Linked DNA regions of Oryctolagus cuniculus: region 1 is linked to region 2. The links are chromatin contacts, called in public Hi-C maps. All regions are on one chromosome and are shown on one strand. Each heading gives the region's core, a stretch centred on a gene start, on an enhancer-like site or on the middle of the called end of the contact. The rest is flanking DNA. Distances are from core to core; before and after follow the strand shown. Region 1 overlaps ANK3 (ankyrin 3). Region 2 holds the start of CCDC6 (coiled-coil domain containing 6).

Region 1 (2,907 bases), core at 394-2,893, 120 kb after region 2:
GCCTTGCTTACTACATTTGTGGTTCTGGAGATGGAGTCAGAGGGACCTGTTGGTTGTGTCTGAAGCTAGGATCACTCAGCTCTTCAGAGAGCCAACTACAGCTGCTTGGGCCTCAATCGTACCATTTATAAATGAGGTGGCTGGTACAGGTGATCTGAGATGGTCCAGGTGCCTTGCATTTTGATATTGATGACCAACATGGGCCCAAAAGGCCAGGGATAGAGTCAGCGCAGGGCTGAGGAAGGACCATCTGCATATTTATAACACCATTTGCAGGCCATGCAAACTTACCAACTTCAAAATTAGCCTGCTATGGATGCACTGGACTTCGAGTCCTGCCTGCAGCTGCCTTGGCAGGGCCAGACCAGATGCTTTCCTGGGCCTTATTGGGTGGACCAGACATCCCCTCCCCCACCTTGTAGGGCATCTCAGTTGTTTCTGAACGTTTTATAAGTCCCTGACCCCTCCCCCATGCCGCTGTAAAAATCCAGCTAATCTCTGCAAAAAGAACAGCGCCATTACTTAATTTCTATGGAATGGCTTCTCCAGATGTAATTTAACATCAAAGCCTAGCTGGTGGGGCCATTGTTCCGCACAGCAGATGAGATGCCTGCATCCCTTCTCGGCGTGCCTGGGTTTCATCTCTTGCTCTGGTTCCTCCCTCCAGCTTCCTGTCACTGTGCGCCTGGGGAGGTGATGGTGATGAGTTGGGTTCCTGACAGCCACGTGGGAGACCTAGATTGTGTTAACCAGTTCCTGGCCTTGGCCTGGCCCGGCTGAGCCCCAGCAGCTGCAGGCATCTGGGGAACGCACCAGTGAATGGGCGCTCTGTCTGGTCTGTGTTTCCTCCATCATGAATAAAATAATTTAAAAGTGTTTTTATTAAAAACTTTAAGCACTGCAAAGAACAGCTTTCTTCTCCTGTCCACATCAGTCATGGTGGGATCATTTAATTTAGCTTTTTTTTTTTTTTTTTAATGGAGGTTTTACTGAGAATGTCTTATCTTACTGGACAGTTCCTATATAAAGCATCAGTGTTTGATGGCCAGGCTGAATATGTCAAAATAAATCAACATTCTTTAGCAAAGGTTTTCAAACTTTTGTTCAGCATTGTTCTTATGTGAATTCCTTCTCCACGGAACATAGATCCTCTCACATGGAGTCCTGCTTTCCCAGTCACCGTGAAGAGCCGATGGAACTGAACGCCTGTCTGAGAATAAGACACAGCCCCTCTAGAAATCCTGAGGCATGCTGTCCTGTAGGAATAATCCTGTCCACTCATGTACAAGCAACAACGCATTTCTGCAAACCTAGAAGAACCTGAGAATTAGGCTTCACTTGGGGACCTAGAGTGTTCTCGGTCGCCTGCGGTTGTTGGGCTTATCCTGGACACGTTGCTCTGTCTTCATAAGGATCCCCTGAGACACTCTGGCCTGTGCAAAATGTCAGTGCCGCACTTCCTGTCTGCCTTATAGAGCCCGAGACTTGCCTTTTTTTTTTTTGTATTAAAAGTGCTGTTGACCTTCAGATCCCAGGTCACTAACGCTTGCAGCCAAGAACATCAAAGTATCAATTCCTTCTGGGTGGTTTCAGCACCTCCCTCCCCCATGGCTCCCATCGTCCCGAGAAGGAAAGTGACTCATTGGGCAGATCATGTCCAGAGGACAGGCAAAGCGCAGTAAGATCAGGATTTTCACGCCTCTGTTTTTACCCCTTCATCCTAACCTCGTAGGCACCAGGCTTCTCTGATGTTCCCATTATAATGTTACCACAGTGCACACCCACCCTGTTTCTTAGGGGGATCCTCAGGAAGTTTCTCTAAACTTTTTCCCCTACTGTTTTACTGTGTGACATACACTTTATTCCATTTATTAGAAAGTTTGATCATTTTTAGTTAATTTACAGATGGGAATTCACAACCTAGTTTAATTTTTTTTGTTGTTCTCTACTGAAGACCAACCCAACTTCCTAGATGAATTTTGTAACAAGAAGCAAGGCCTTCTTCTTACCTCAGTGTAAGCAAACATTATCTAGAAATAGTAGATACATTTCAGTAACTTAAAAAAAATGCTATGAATTATGTCCCCGTGTTTTTGAGTGAGTGTGATTTTAAAAGTGGGAGTTAGTTCCCCTTATAAAACTTGGTAGTGCAGTGTTGATCTCAGCCTTACAGGATGCAGGGAGGTCCTACACGAACCAGACTTTGTATCAAATATTGCACTGCACAAAAAGCCGGAGACTTTGTATCAAATACTGCACTGCACAAAAAGCCCGAGCACCGTGATTTAAGTGGCTGAGTGCCCTGCATAAAAGAGCTGCACTGTGTATAAACTGTGACGAGGGCGCCCTCTGATGGGCAGGCATGAGGGCAGGAACATTTCAGGAAGAGAATTTTGAATCTAACCCCTTCCTGGGCTTAGATAATGAATCGGAGATGGACAGATTTGCATTTCGGAATTTTTGGGTTTTGTATACCTTCCAAAGCCAAGGTAGGAGAAACTAGCTTAGAAGACAAGCATTGCTTTCTGCCATTTTCCTGTTAATTTTTTAACTATTAAGAAAATTATTATAGAAATTTTAAAAGAGAAAAAGACTACTTCAATGGGTTTTCATGGTGGTTATTTTGCAGATTAATATTGTACTTGCTGTATCATGTCTTCCAATCAGGAGTACACTTAGCCACACAATTGACCTGTCCCTTCCAAGCCCATGGACATACCTGCGGTTTTTTAGCTCTTAATGTGTAGGTTAAGAAACATCTCCCATCTTTAGCTTGGCAACTGAAGCTCTGTGTGTTCTAGCGTGGAAAACATTATTACATTAGGATGATCTGGGAAGACTTAAAATGACCCAGGAGTCCGGGCTACATCCACAGGGGTTTATGCAGATTTCTTGGAACGGGACCCA
Region 2 (3,001 bases), core at 133-2,632:
GCGCACCCCCGGGGGGCACTCACGATGGTCACGCTGGCTTTGCGCAAGTCGCGGTTCTCCTCCTGCAGCGCCTTGCACTTTAGTTTGTAGGTCTCCAGCTCAATCTTCAGCACCTTGTTCTCCTGCTGCAGCGAGGCCAGGCGGTTGGTGAGCTCCTCCAGGCGGAACGGCGAGATGACAATGCCCCCCGACTTCCCACCGCCACCGCCTCCCCCGCCGCCGCCGCCGCCACCGCCGCCGCCGCCCGAGGTCGACGAGCAGGACGACTGCATGGCGGCCGAGCTGCTGCTGTTGCCCCCCGCCCCGTCCGTGTCGCTCTCGCTGGCGCTGTCCGCCATGGCCGCGCCGGGCTGGGGAAAGGAGGAGGAGGTGGAGGAGGAGCAGGGAGGCGGCGGCGGCGAAGGCTGGGCTGCGAATGAGTGGGCGCCGGGCGAGCACTGGGGAGCGCCGAGCTGGGCGCCTGGCACCAGGGCGCAGACTCGGAGCGGCGGCGAGAGAAAGAGAGGGAGCTTCCCGCTGCCAAGGGACCTCCTCTGCCAGAGAACAGAGACCCCGCCCGGGCTCGGGCAGTATTGCACTGGGGCTCGCTCCAGCCGGGCCTGTCGCGCTCGCTTAGGCCGCCCTTGCACAGCGTGCCGAGAGCTCAGGGACCCGCCCGCCGCCGCTGCCGCCGGGCCACCGCCAGCGGGCCGGGGGATACGCGGGCCCAGCTGGTGCGGGAAGGCCGGGCCGGCCCCTTCACCGGCGGCTCGCGGGCCGCACGTGTTCCGAGGGAGGGCCTCCGAGACCCCTGACCTAAGCCCACGACCGCCCAACCTCTTCCGGGCTCGCGCCTGCTCCGGGGAAAATGGAAACCAATGCGCCGGCCGCCTCGCAGGTGCTGGGGACACGTGGAAAGGTCAGCCCGGCTCCGGCATCCAGCCCCGGCCGTGCGGTGGCCCCATCTTCCGCCGGCTGCCTGTGCGCTTGCCTCCCCCTGTCTGTTTCGCGCAAACGCGCAGTTTGATCTTCCTGAATGAAGTGCTCGGCTTTGGATAGAGCTGCGGGCACAGAAAGTTCGGCGAGGAGGCTGAACGCAGTGGAACAACAGCAGCTACAGGTTAACCTTGTTAAGAAGGAATTTGCAGGAGACGCGCACCGCCCGCTAATAATCTCACCCACCACACTGTGCTCAATTGTTTAAGCAAGGTGCAAGTCTTTTTTTTTTTTTCGCTTTGCATCTTGCAGACAGTTCCAGCACGTCACACAATGGGCTTAAGACACTAACAGTAGTCCAGTCCAAAAAATAAAAGAGAAACATTGTGTGGAAGGATTGAAACACATCTCTTTAAGTGCCAATTTTCCAAAGTAACTGCAGACATAACATTATAATACACAGGTACAACAAAATCAAACCTTAGGTAGAAATCAAGCAAGCTAATTACTCTCATGTGATCTAATTCAGGGTTCTAGCTTTGAGGCATTAAAAAAAATCCAAAAGTCAGATATTTTTATTTCTCCTCCCCCCTCCCAAAGAAAGGCTCGCAGAAAATTGGTCCAGCAGGTGAGATGATTCTACACACTTTACCCTGTTGACACAAAACAGCTTTCACTTATGTACAAAAATTAGAAAGTGAAACTGACCAGACTAATTTTATTATCCAAGCTTAGTCAAAGGAAGAACAAACACATGGAAACAGAAAAGGAAAAAAAAACACATTTTTAAGTGCAAAATTTTTCTTACTGCTTTGAACTTTTGGAAAGACTTATGAAGTGTTAGTAAGAATAAAGAGATGACTTTAATGATTTTCTTTATTTCCTCTCTCTCTCTCTCTCTCTCTCTCTCTCTCAACCTAAATTCAATCTAATGGTTAAACGGTTATTCAATAGCTAATGGAAACTGGTACCTCGGAGTAAACTAACCTGCCAAGTGTTCCAAATGACATCATCTTTTACCAAGATGGCTGCTCCTAGCAAACAACTCTGAAAAGTCAACTGCTTTTAAGTCCCAGAGTCCTCCTAGGTATGCTTTGGTTTGAGGCTGAGGACTTCCGAACTCAGTCGCTGCTGGTGATTGAAGGGGAAACAAAGTGCCTGGTTCTGCTCTTCCAAAACAGCAAGTAAGAAATTGTTACGGGGGGATCCAGTGTAATTTCCACTGAAACTTGTCTGTCCACCCTGAGTTTGCCTTTTCAGGGGCTGCTACCTAAGACAAGCAGCTGGCTAAGTCAGAAAGGGTGTCTGGAAAACTCACTTGCTGGGTAAGAAAGGGAGAGTAAAGTTAGCAGGGAGTAGTAGCACAGGGGAAGCCGATTTAACAGCATTCTTTCCAGTTTATTCAGCCCTGTGATAGACTCTTAAGAGTGGGTCTGGCTTCCATACTTCACAAGTTACTATTGTTCCATCCTATCTTAAGTCTTCCACTTTTAGAGCTTATTGCAACAGGAACATTCCTTCCAGGCAGAGCAGGGGGCAAATTAGCTCTCTCTGAGCTTTATCACTAAACCAACTGCTTTGGAAAAGCAGCTTGCCTGCTTCAAGTCAGCAGAGGGGCGGAGTTTGAAGCGCCTGGCTTTCTTAAAGGGCCCACGTCATGGTAAGCTTAAGACTGTATTGGTGTTCAATAGGATTTGGAGGAAATCTGCATTTTGACATGGTACTTGCACGCAGTAATCGTGTTTAGAAGACTTTAGGGGGAAAGTCATCTTCTAAAGCTTCCTGCTGATACAGATGGGAATAAATTGGAGAATATTTTTTCCACTGTGGTTTTTATTGTTATTGCAAAGCAGAAGCGTGTCTAATTTTGTACTTCTTGTAAAAGTGATTTCCCTTATAAACCGACTATTTATCACAACACTGGTTCAGTAATAGCATTACAAAGAAGCACAGTTACAAAACCAATAATGTCATTATAAAACCCCTCAGCCTTCTAGGGGAAATGAATCACAAGAATGAATGGTAGTATGCTGCCCGGAGGAAAAAGTGGCAAACTTGGATAATCACCTCCATTGGAGAAATAATG

What was found. A called contact is a pair of places that touch in the nucleus more often than the background predicts.
Region 1: a Hi-C map of embryonic fibroblasts shows a contact between it and region 2, with 2.1 times the contacts expected there. The contact joins the enhancer-like site here to the promoter of CCDC6 in region 2. A contact is called at or near these places in 4 of 6 Hi-C or Micro-C datasets (ear pinna, embryonic fibroblasts, psoas muscle and 1 more).

What each region holds. Positions count from the first base shown.
Region 1 is chr15:52,406,803-52,409,709 of mOryCun1.1, forward strand. All of the region lies in intron 42 of ANK3 (ankyrin 3), which reads right to left. Among named protein-coding and RNA genes, the nearest start is that of CCDC6, 120 kb to the left of the region's middle. Within about 2 kb of position 1,644, at least 1 of the 8 cell types and tissues checked has an H3K27ac peak or open chromatin away from gene starts, as enhancers often do.
Region 2 is chr15:52,285,918-52,288,918 of mOryCun1.1, forward strand. It overlaps CCDC6 (coiled-coil domain containing 6), which reads right to left and starts at 1,383. Exons shown (of 12, transcript XM_002718475.5): 1 at 24-1,383. The coding sequence starts at 338.